Regions from separate parts of the Pelodiscus sinensis genome. Here region 1 is linked to region 2. The links are chromatin contacts, called in public Hi-C maps. All regions are on one chromosome and are shown on one strand. Each heading gives the region's core, a stretch centred on a gene start, on an enhancer-like site or on the middle of the called end of the contact. The rest is flanking DNA. Distances are from core to core; before and after follow the strand shown.

Evidence for each region. A called contact is a pair of places that touch in the nucleus more often than the background predicts.
Region 1: a Hi-C map of liver shows a contact between it and region 2, with 4 times the contacts expected there. The contact joins the promoter of MIS12 here to the promoter of CAMKK1 in region 2. A contact is called at or near these places in 3 of 5 Hi-C or Micro-C datasets (liver and an unstated tissue).

Annotation. Positions count from the first base shown.
Region 1 is chr21:25,884,782-25,891,190 of ASM4963464v1, forward strand. It overlaps MIS12 (MIS12 kinetochore complex component), which reads right to left and starts at 4,460. Exons shown (of 2, transcript XM_075904398.1): 1 at 4,304-4,460; 2 at 1-1,880. The coding sequence starts at 1,842. The coding sequence ends at 1,207. DERL2 (derlin 2) reads left to right here and starts at 4,588. Exons shown (of 6, transcript XM_075904394.1): 1 at 4,588-4,751; 2 at 6,335-6,400. The coding sequence starts at 4,659.
Region 2 is chr21:25,648,346-25,654,374 of ASM4963464v1, forward strand. CAMKK1 (calcium/calmodulin dependent protein kinase kinase 1) reads left to right here and starts at 1,321. Exons shown (of 17, transcript XM_075904382.1): 1 at 1,321-1,470. It overlaps LOC142819206 (a long non-coding RNA gene), which reads right to left and starts at 1,160. Exons shown (of 3, transcript XR_012897012.1): 1 at 1,039-1,160; 2 at 862-924.

The DNA.
Region 1 (6,409 bases), core at 3,210-5,709, 240 kb after region 2:
CTTCAGGTATTTGACAAATTTAACAGAACATACAGTTTCAGAATGCACTGAGAAAATATTTGGTCACTTCATGTATAATTTTTATTTAAGTAGCTCAAATTATATAGAAGTTCACATCTTTCAAGCAAGTATCCTTTAAAGTATGAAGTTTTGTGCTTGCAAATTTAAGCTTCTTTTTACTATACTAATATGCACATAAGCTTTGATCCAAAAGCCACTGACCTCAATGGAAAGAATCGCATTTATTTTATATGGGCTTGTTCCACAATCCATCAAAGTAAGCTTAATTCAAGGACTTCAAGACTTCACAAATATTAATCAGTCCTCGCAACATCCAAGTAAAGTAGGTGAACACCCATTGTATTATTGGGCAAACTTAATTTTGCTTAGCAAGAGTTGCACATTGTACAATGTTGTGCTGACACTAGGATATGCAAGAAAACTTCTAAAGCCGTTCAGAGTCTTAGTTATTCTTGCAGTAGCTCATATCTGTCTCTTACAACAAACAGCACTCTACAGTTGTGTACCTCTTGATCAATGCAAAACTATCCATTTGCAGAATGAGTAAAATCACCTACTACCAACAGGTTTGCGAATACTGACTGTGCGTCAAATGCTCCTACTAAAAATAGGAAACATCCCAGTCTGCTAACTTCATCAGAATATCAACCACAATTTTAAAATACTTGAAGTAATAGCTAACTTCTCCATCTTAGAAATCACTCACCAATGTCTAAATTATTTCCAACTCCAACATTATTAAATTTATTTCTCCTCAAGCCCTAAGTTTTACTATGTCACATTCTTACGTTTCTATATGGAATAGTCCAATAATGATAACCCTTGACGTCCAAAAAATACCTTAATGTAGAATAGGTTAAAAGCACCTTAACCTCAAAGGTTGCTTAAATGTACTAATACAGAGAATTGAAGTAATGACAATGCACTTATTTTGCATCTGCACTGCTACCATTTGGATAATTAATTTAAACATTCCTAGGGGATATGGTTATTTTAAAGAAGTTTCTATGCGGTATTTATAGAATTCAGGAGGGGAAAATGGTTTCCCAGAATATTTACACACATCAGCTTTGTAAAAAACTGATAAGGCAAGGAAGAGGTGACAAAATCCTCAAAACCTTAAAATGCTTCTGGAGAAATCCTGAGAAATTGTCTTGTTTCTCTGTTACCCTTTCAGTATTTTATTTACACTACATGGAGATTACTTTTTGGCAATCTTTTGTTTTTCTTTTCAACTTCTTTTAGTATATCTTGCAATTTCTTAGAAGTTTGTGTCAAGAATGCAAAGCTCTCCTTTAAATTGCTAGTCCCGTGCTCTCTGCATATGTTCTCTAGCCCATCAAACCACTGGAGAATCTTCTCAAGTTCTGTCTGAACCACTTTCTGTTCTTCAAGCTCTGCTAAAAGTGCCTGTCTAGCAGACACTTCAACTTTGTATTGTTTCTGTAGTTGATCAATTTCACCTTGCAGCATTTGAAACTGTTCCTTACTGTAGGGGTACTGCTCCTGGACCTTGTCTTCAGGAAGTAAAACATTTTTAGGGATGTTTAACACCAACTGCAAAAGCACTTGTTCCATTTTGCCGAAGAGATGATCAAAGCGCTCCTTCATAAAGAGAAGAAATTTCTCTGTGCTCTTACGGATTTGGAATGGACTGATCTTAGAGTTAGGAAAGCCTTCTAGTTTCTTCAGAATGACTCTTTCCACAACCAGCATCATTTCAAACAAGTAGTCTTGAAATGCAATGTAGACCCTAAGCATACACGTCTGAGGGGTAAAACCAAAGAACTGAGCTTCATATGCCATAGGATTCACTGACATCTTGGCTAAAAGGCATCAACCAAAGACAATATGGAAATCTGTAAAGGGAAAAAGGAACATAAGTTTAAATCTGTATTTTGGAAAGGGTGAATTTTATTAGTATAGTATCAAGGGGTAGCTGTCTTAGCCAGTCTTTAAGATGTACAGGACTCTTCATTGTTTTTGCAGAGACAAACAGATTTATTTGAGCATCAGCTTTTATGGGCAAAGACCCACTTTGTCTTTGCCCACAAAAGCTTATGCCCAAATCTTAGCCTTTAGGTGTCAAAGGACTCCTCCTTGTATTAGCACTATACTGCATTAACCTCATTTACAAAGAGCAGAGTTCAAATCTGAATTTAGGAGAGTTAATTTGTCACTCTGACTCAGAGAAAACTACATCTTTATCTACCACCAGTGCTAACCATGTCATTAGGCTTGAGGAAGGATTCTGTATAATGTAAAAGGAAGCTTCTTTTATAGTTTATGAATGCACAAGTGATGAATTGTGTTAACACCTGCAGCACTCTCCAAACATATTACATCTTGCTATCAATAAGTTTATCTATATATTTTTAGAAATGTGCATCTGTTTGTCTGTGGGTCTGTTTGTTCAAGAACTCCTCCTAAACGATAAGAACTAGGAGAACCAAATTTGGCGCACAGCTTCCTCTTCTCCTAACTTAAAACATGGTCAGGGTTTGGTAGTGCTAGGAAAATGGGAAGGGTGGGGAATGGGACTGTTTTCCAGGACACAGAAAGGGATGGGGTGGTGAGAAGGATGCAATATTCATAGTGGCCATGGGGGACAGCAAGTGAAAGGGAGAACTATGCTGCAGTAACCACTGCAGGACAGCTGCACTACCAGGAGATTAGCCAGGGCAGCAGGGATGGGGCTCACCATTTTATGTGCCAACAGACTGGGTAATTGAGGCCCCTCTGCCTAGGAGACAGACTGGGGGTGAAGACTCTGAGCTGCAAGTGTCCCAACAGAAGTCTCTTCAGGCATTTGTTAACATGGTAGGACCAAGTCTGTCATGAGTGAGCTCCCCCTTTGAGCAGTTTATCAGCCTATTTCCCACTAACAGTCACAGCCCCTGCTGGCTACAAACCACCTCAAACCAGAAACAAGGTCACTGGTCAGACTTACAGGAGACGAGAGATCATGTTGGTTAAATGAGCTACAGTACTAGGTTTCTGGGGGAATTCACCACAGGCTGAGAGTGGATAATAGCAGGAGTGGGGGAGTCTCGGACAAAGCTTCTCCTTAGGGCTTCTCGCAGTGCTTACAAAGCAGGTCAGGATTAGGGATGTTAGCAAGTAGTCAAGCAGAGAATCAACTACTCATTTTCCCCCACCCTTGCTGCCTCTGTATAAGAACCATAGGAACCAGTGCTGGGGGGAGCCAAATGAAAAGCCAGTTCCCCCCCACCCAGCAAAATGCAGGACAACGTAGCACTTTAAAGACTAACAAGATGGTTTATTAGATGATGAGCTTTCGTGGGCCAGACCCACTTCCTCAGATCTGAGGAAGTGGGTCTGGCCCACGAAAGCTCATCATCTAATAAACCATCTTGTTAGTCTTTAAAGTGCTACATAGTCCTGCATTTTGCTTCAGCTACCCCAGACTAACACGGCTACATTTCTATCACTATCCCACCCAGCACTGTCTCCATAGTGCACCTGCCCCTTCCCCCCCCTTACCTGTATCAGAGGCAGCAGGGATGGGGGACAGGGGAGGCTGCCAGCAGCAAGCAACCCCTGTACGTGGCGGCCAGGCTTTTATTACATTTAAAATGCAGATCGGAAGCATGGGTGGCTCTGGGAACTATCCCCGATTGACTAACGGTGCAGTCCCTACAAGTTGTATGAACTACACGATTAGCCAGATACCCACCATTTAACATCCTTAGCCAGGCTGGGTAAACTGAGGCACGGGGCATGCCCTAGATTAGGGATGTGAGCAACTCGTCGCATCGACTACTCCCGCCCGGCCCGGCCCGAGCTCTCTCAGAAGCACCGTCCCCCCAAGGAGGAGATGGGGGAGGGCGGCAGAGGGCCGGGACGGCTGCGTCCCAACTCGAGCCCGGCCTGGGGCCGCAGCTCCGCTCCCCGCGCGCGGCAAGAGGCGGGGGGCCCGGGGAAAACGCGGCCCCGCCGCGAGCTGGGGCGGCCGAGTCCCGGCCCGGGCGCTACCCCCGCAGCGGCTCTGCCCTGTCAGTGGCGCAGGAGCCTCCGAACCCCTGGGAAGGGGGGGGGCCGGGCCCGAGCCCCGCCCCTCTCCGCCTGGTCCATACAAATTATAGCGACTGCCCGATGAACCAGCCGCCCCCCCACGGCCCGGCCGCCCCCGCTCCGCTCCTACGGCCCGGCCGCCCCCAAGCCCGCGGGGGGGGCTGTTCGGGCCCGTAGGCCCCTGGGCGCGGTGGGGGTGGGTCCGGGTCCCGCCCCGGCGCAGGGGAGCCGCCCCGCGGCCTCTCACCGGGCGGACGGAGGCGCCGGAGCCCGCCCAGGCGCCGCGATGCCAGCAGCCGCTTCCCGCCTCATTCGAAGCCCTTCGCGTCACCGCTCAGCGCCCGCCTCCCCCAGCCAATCCGCGGAGCGCAGCGGGGGCGAGACCCTCCCCCCGCCGCCCAATCACAAAACCCCTCTGAGCGCGAGCGCCCGGGAAGAAGCGTTTCTCCTCCCGTCCCACCGCGGTGAGGTAAAAGGAAGCGCGCCCGGGATTGGCCGGCTTCGGCGTCCGGGAGGCAGCGCGGATTGGCTGCGTGGCGTGCGTGGGGGGGGGGGATGAGGCGCCGCGCAGGCGGAAGCGGAAGCGGAAGCGGAGCCGTAAGATGGCGTACCAGACCTTCCGGCAGGAGTACCTGCAGGTGCCGCCCGTTACCCGAGCGTACACCACCGCCTGCGTCCTCACCACCGCCGCTGTGGTGAGCTCGGGGCGCGGGGATAGCGGGGCGGGCCGGCAGCCTCGGCCCCAGGCCCGCCCGCCCGGGAGGGAGGGACGAGGGCTAAGCCCTGCTCCGCCCTCCCCGTTCTGAGGCGTGGCCGGGCTCGCCTGCGCCCCGCCTTCCCGCTGGCTCTGAATCCCGGCGGCGGGGTCGGCCCGTGGCGAGGAGGGAGTCCTGCTTGGCCGGCCCCGCGTACTTCGAGGGGTGGGGAGACTTGATTGGGCCCGGGGGTTGTCGCGCCTTTATTCGCTAGGCCGGGGGTTCCCAACCTTTCCCGTCCCCATATTCTCTGGGCTTTTAGTAAAACGTCCCGTCCCCCTGTTCAATATGAAAGGGCGAAAATTCTAGACGGTAGAATCAACAGCTTTTTTCACTAACACTGCAGCTTTTGGAGTATTTAAATTAAGATCATTGTTATTAACCAAATATTCCCTCTACCCCCCTTGACAAGCTTCTCGTACCCCCTGGGGATAGGTGTACCCCAGGTTGGGAACTCCTGCTCTAGAACATTTCTCAGCCTTTATAGATTATTCTACACCCTCAGATGTGTCCTGTGCCGTCCCCCCTCCCCCCGCCGTGCAAGTTCCACCCTGTGTAAAAAATGGCTTGTTTAGAAAAACAGAGATTAAAACCACAGCACAATAAATACTGAAGAAAAAAATTCTTATGCTGTGGGTCTGAAAACTTACTCTGCCCTGATTTCTGTAGTGCTTTTAATGTACGTCTGTTGTAAAAACTGGGCAGATATCTAGATTGTTGTGGTGGGTTTGGGGTCACTGACCCAAAGGAAAACATTATTTGGGGGATACACACAGGAGAAACAAAAGAGGAGGGAGGAAGTAATTGAGCTGGTCCACAGTTGAGAAGCAGGAGAGAAAATCCAGACATACCTCACTCATTCAGTTTGGGGTTCTAGGGCTGGATTAACTCTTCTGGAGACCTGGGGCTAGTAAACTTTCTGGGGGCCCTCAAGACTCCAGCATGGGGCCAAAGTGAGGGGTTTGGGAAGGCACTGTAGGGGAATGGAGTAGGGATGTGAATGGATAATCTGTAAGCATCACTATGAGATGCTTACTGATTATGGTTAACTAGCTGGGGAGGGACTGCTGCAGCCCTACAAATGCTCTGGGGAATGGATCATTTGATTACCTGTTCTGTTCTTATATAATCAAGGATAATACAGTCCTAGTAGTGCCCACAGGCTCAATCAAGATTATTCTGTTTCATGGCTCTACAGAGCCCTGCATGTGAAATGGAACTTCTACAGATCTCTGAATCAAAACCTCACTGTCTCTAGCTTTGCAAACATAAAATGGATCATAGCCACTAAACCAAAGAGTCTGAAATCTAAACAGGACTAAGATGTTCTAGGCAGAGAAGGGCAAATGTGACTATACAAGGAACACAAGGTTTTATATATTTGCTGAATTTAGGTTTTGCATATAATTTTTAAAATAGGGATAACATTAGATATTCATTTACTACTGACAAGTTGTGTATCTACAAGTGAATGAAGTGAACTTTAATGGTTTGATCCTGTTACATATTTTCTTTTATTTCAGCAATTAGAACTAATCACACCTTTTCAACTGTATTTTAATCCTGAATTAATATTTAAACACTTTCAAGTAAGTATA
Region 2 (6,029 bases), core at 71-2,570:
TGGTTTATACAAACATCTGCTTCTTTCTGGCTTCAGCTTCTACTTGAAGTCAGAAGACTGAATTTATGGTAGCAAAATCATTTCCCTGTCTATCTCTACCCTAATCTGACAATGGGAGGATTACCCTTAGGGAAGTGCCATACTGCCAACCTTATGGCTGTGTCTACACTGGTGCGATCTTGTGCCAAAGCAGCCACTCTTGCGCAAAAACTTGCTGCCTGTCTACACTGGCCGTGTGTTCTTGCGCAAGTAAACTAACGTTCTACTGTATGAAATCAGGGCTTCTTGAGCAAGAACTATGATGCTCCCGCTCAGGAATAAGCCCTTTTGCGCAACTGTTCTTGTGCAAGAGGCCAGTGTAGACAGGCAACATGAATTTATTGCGCAAGAAAGCCCTATGGTTAAAATGGCCATCAGAGCTTTCTTGCGCAAGGGAGTGTCTATACTGGCATGGATGCTCTTGCGCAAAAGCACATGTCAGTGTAAATGTTCTCTTGCACAACTACTTTAACGCAAGAACTCTTGCGCTAAAGAGTTTTTGCACAAGATCACGCCAGTGTAGACGTAGCCTAAGTTTGCAAAAATAATGATTCAGCTGCTTCCCTGATAATGTGATTTTAAAATCCCACGATTTTTAAGGCAAATCAAAAGAACTCAGGATTATTTATCCTCTCTTTTCTGAGCCTTCAAGGTGCATTTGGATTACATGAAAGTTTTTTCTGCAATAGTGAATGCTACAAGACTCCCCCACCCACACTTACAAATCAAAGCTAGGCGTCTCCAATAATCACACTCCTCCCGAAGCTAAGGCATTGACAAATATTGCAAGACTTGCTACCAAATAGCAAGAGTTAGAAGCACCTGAAGTGTGGAGTGAAAAATCCCTGAGCTCCCACTCCATCAGATACACAGAGCTGCAGTAACCTACCACGAGAAAACAAAAGATAAGATTTAATTTCTAGCGGCTTTAAAAAGTAAATTGCCTCCACTGCTTAATAAAGCAATGGGAATTCTTGCGGACATACTCGGAGTATTTACCCTTATGGTGTTTCCTTTTTAAATGCACGTTAAAAACACCTTCCCCCTGGCTACACAGATCAGCCCCTTCCAAGACACAGATTGCAATTTCCATGCGGGAGCCTTTGATCCCGAAGCTCCAATCACCCTGCAATTTACAACAGGTTCGGAGAGCAAAGCCTTATGGAACGCTCAGAAGCACAGAGCCAACGGGATCCCGACTTCACGCCTTCATTTGCATAGTCCTCTGTACTTCCAATCAGAGACCAGAATAAGCTTCGACCATCCACCAATCGCACTGGACATCAGAACTTGCCAATGGGAAGGGAGCCGCGGCGGCCGCCTATAGTACAGGCTGGCTGATAGGAGGCTGGCTGGCTACTCTGTAGAGTCTCTGCAAACAGAGGCACGTTGCGAGTCGCCCCGAGCCGCTGCAGCTCCCGACCTGCCCAGGTGAGTGGCTGCTGCAGGGCGGGTGGCCGGGGGCGACAGCCGCGTGCGCTTAGGGGGGACGCGCGGAGGGCTGGGCTGAGACCTGCTCCTGGGGGAGGACTTTGCTGGGAAGGCAGATGCAGCCCAGCAGCGCGGAGGGAGGGGAGCAAAGTGCAGCCCAGCAGCTGGGCTGGGGAAACTTGGCTGCCCGGCGGAGGATGCCTGACCCCCTTCCCGCTGCCTGGAGCCGGGTCCGATGTCCCATCGCTGCAGCCTGCTGGGAGCCCCACGCTCCGGCGGGGCTGGCGGCAGGGACTTTCTCCTGGTCCGCGCACTGCTCCTGCGGGCATCCCTGCGGGACCTGCGCCCTCCCCAGGGCTGAGGGGTCCGTGCCCCAGCGCGGAGCGGCTGCCAGCGAGTTGGCTGGTGGCTGCAGCGCTGGGCTGGTGCCGCCTCGCTCCGAGCCGAGGAACGCGCAGCGCGGATGGAACAAAAGCGGGGGGTCTGGAAGCGACTTTCAGTCACTGCCTCGTTAGCGAATAAAGCGGGGGGGGGGTCCACTCTGCATCCTTCCCGGGATTCGCCCCGGTGCTTGTGTCCCGCATCTTTATACCGGTGCAATGTGCATTGCATGCCCCAGGGTTGGGGTTTGTTTCCATCTGGCCAAGCCACCCGGCACAGCCTTCAGACAGCCCTTCACAACAATGAGGCTGCCTTGCTCTTCCTATCCCACTCGCTGTCTTTTTGCAGAAATGTCTCTAATCTGGGGGGGGGGGAGGAAAACCGGCATAAAACAACCTCTGCTGGTGTCTTCCATCTCTAGCTCCTGTGATTCTTTTTGGGGGGGAATCTGCTTTACAGTGTATTTCTGCCTAGAAGGATATTTGTAATGGATCTATAGAGCAGCCAGATGATATTCCTGTTGTATAAGCATATTTATTTTTAAAAAATCTGCATGGTATGTATTCAGGGTTGTGTGTATCTCCATTTTTATGCTGCAAACATTGGCTGGTGGTTGGATTTTTTTTATTATTTTAAAGTTGAGACTAATTACCATGCACTGATTATAACATGGCTTTGTATGATTAATTCAGAGCCAATGGGGTTTTAAAATTAAATATTTGCTCTAAATGCCTCTCCTTAAAATTTGGAGGGCAGGGCACGTGAGCCAAATTTTGCTGTGTAACACCAATGTAGATCAAGAGCAATGCTATAGATTGGTGTAAATGGAACTTGGTCCTAGGTATTTACTGATGTGCTAAATTCTGCTGTGTATATATACGTGAAAATCTCCCCTACTTCCATTGACTTCAGTGAGGTTACTCCTGATTTGAACTAGTGTAACTTAGAGCAGAATTTGTCGCTGTGGGTATACATTTCCAGTGCCCTAGAAATGTTTTTGAAAGTCACTTTATAATAATAGTGCTGCAGTTTTTGTCTTCTGTGCATCTGAATTTGACTTCATAATGAAATAAAATTACCCTGCTAAACCTGAATTTTAAAAAAAGCCTGCTTGTTGGCTGTATAGCCGAAAAACTGGCTGTAGACTTGAAGAGCTTGTTTTTTGAGTTCTGCAGTGGGGGAAGCCAGTTACAGCAATCACGCTATCCATCAGCAGGTAGTTGCTGTAGTTCTGGAGAACTGGGTAAAAGGCAAGTCTAAGTACATCTATTAGTGGATATAGTGCAAGAGGTGTCAAGGTCAGATCCAGTAATTCATGGCTACGCTTGCTTATCGTTTTGAGTAAACCCTGGGTGTGGCTGTTGCAATGCTATGAATAGATAGGCTGTTGCAGAATTTCCTCTACTATACTGGCGGTTGAAATGTATAGAAGTCCTCAGTCTGGTTTGTTTTGCTTTTTCCTTTTTGGAAAAGTCAAATCGCACTCATCTTATTCACCTGAGTGGTCCTACTGACTTCAATAGAACTATTCTCACTCAAATAAAAACTGAATTCTTGTGATCAAGGTAAGCAGTGTTTGATCTGTTCTTTCAAAGTATTTTAATCCAGCTTTTTTAGTAGCAGAGAAGCAAAATAATTCGTAATAATATTTATTTATAAAGCATATACAAATCTGGAGTATTGAAGGTAGGGTTTTTTTTTTTTTAAATCTTCACCCCATTTTTCTTTTTTTAAATCTGAGATTAAACCATAAAAGGATTTTCAAAAGAGCTCAGCTTCTATTTAATTACCAGAATAAGTGTGCAGATTTTTATAGGCACTCAACACAGTATGTAGGGTGCTGTGCAGTTTTGAAAATCTGGCTGTCCTATAGGTGTCTAAGTGGTTACTAAATTCCTCGGAAAATCTGGCCTGCTCAGCATTTGAAATTCTGGCTCTGAGCTCCTTTGAAAACGTTCCTTAGATCTTAGTAAAAGCAGAAGTTTCCTTTTGCATTTCAGTCTCTCAGGTATGTGAGTTTACTGTGTGTTGTAATAAGAAACACTAGTTGGTTTAAGATCTGCTAATGAGTCTAAAATGGAATTGCAACAAGAGAAAATCATGGAAAGATTATATGTGATTCCAGTGTCCATGTTCAGTGAGGTCTTTTTGACACTGATGTCTGCTGACCGTATAGAAATCAGGGTAATAATGCTATCTAAAATATTGGTAAATAATTAATATTAGAAATTAAAGGTCAATTGTTATTGATGCTATAGAAATTGTATGGAATCATAAGTTGTCCCAGTTAGGTTTTCCTCATTACATGAGGTGTGCTCAGTTACTATGGTGGAGAGAGCCATATAAATACCTGGCTGATAGTCTAATGCAGAGAATCCATGGTTGTTCAGAAAGTGAGATTTTTATAAAGGTGGTGGAACTGCTTCCACCTTCAACACACTGGTATCACAGCAATGGTTTAATCATGGAACTGGCAGGAACCTTGAGAGGTCATCAAGTCCAGTCCCCTGTACTCGTGGCAGGGCCATCTAGATCATCCCTGACAGGTGTTTGTCTATGCTGCTCATAAAAATCTCTAGTGATGGAGATTCCACAACCTCCCTAGTAAATTTATTCCACTGGTTAATCACCTTGACAAACCCCTAAGTTAGGAAGTTTTTCTAATATCTAACCTAAACCTCCCTTGCTGCAATATAAGCCCATTGCTTCTTGTCCTATCAGACGTTTAGAAGAATAATTTTTCTTCTTCCTCCTTGTAACAACCTTTTAGATAATTGAAAGTTATCACATCCCTTCTCAGTCTTCTCTTCCAGACTAAACAAACCCAATTCTTTCAACCTTTTCTCTTCTCATGTCTTCTAGACCTTTACTCATTTTGTGTTGCTTTTCTCTGGACTTATTCCAGTTTGTCTACATCTTTCCAGAAATGTGGCACCCAGAACTGGACACAGCACTCCAGCTGAAGCCTAATCAGCACAAGAGTAGAGTGGAAGAATTACTTCTAGTGTCTTGTTTACAACACTCCCGCTAATGCATCCCTGAATGATCTTTACTTGTTTTTTTTTTTTTTTTTTTTTTTTGTAACAGTGTCACACTGTTAACTCATCTTTAGCTTGTGATCTGCTATGATCCTTAGGTCCCTTTCAGCAGTACTCCTTCCTAGATAGTCGGTTCCCATTCTGTATGTGTTAAACAGATTGTTCCTTCCCTAACTGGAGCACTTTGCATTTATCCTTGTTGAAGTTCTGAGGGGGGAAAAAAAGATGAACACTTCTCCAGTGACTAGATCAATTTTGAATTCTAATTCTATCTTCCAAAGCACTTGCAAGCCCTCCAGGCTTGGAATCATCTGCAAACTTAATAAGTATGCTCTTTATGCCATTATCTAAATCATTAATGAAGACATTGAACAGAACCAGTCCCAAAACTGATCCCTGAGGAACCCCACTTGTTATGCCCTTGCAGCATGACTATGAACCATTAATAACTACTCTCTGGGAACAGTTATCCAACCAGATATGCACCCACCTTATAGTAGCCCCATCTAGGTTGTATTTCCCTAGTTTATTAATGAGGTCATGCAAGAAGACTATATAAAATAGACCACATTTTCCCCTTCCCCTTTACCCACAAGGATTGTTATCCTATCAGGTTGTTTGACATGATTTGTTCTTGACAAATCCATGTTGACTGTTACTTGCCACTTTGTCTTCTAGATATTTGCAAATGGATCCCTTAATTGCTCCATTATCTTTCCTGGTTCAGCAGTTAAGCTGACTGGTCTGTAATTCCTTGGGTTGTCCTTATTTCCCTTTTTATAGATTTGGCGCTATATTTGCCCTTTTCCAGTCTTCTGGAATTTCTCCTGTCTTTCATGATTTTTTTAATGATAATAGCTAATGGCTCATAGATCTCTTCAGTCAGCTTCAGTATTTCTAGGATGCATTTCATCAGGTCATGATGACTTGAAGACATCTCCATTCTCTCCGTAATTTTGAACTTGTTTTTTTCCCAACATTACCCACTGAAACTATTTCATTTTCACCGACATTTTCTGTGTTAGGTATCCAATTGTTGCCAGCCTTCTTGGTGAAAACCAAGACAATGAAGTAATTAAGTATCTCTGCCATTCTACATTTTCTGTGTGGTTTTCCCCCTCTTCATTGAGCAATGGGCCT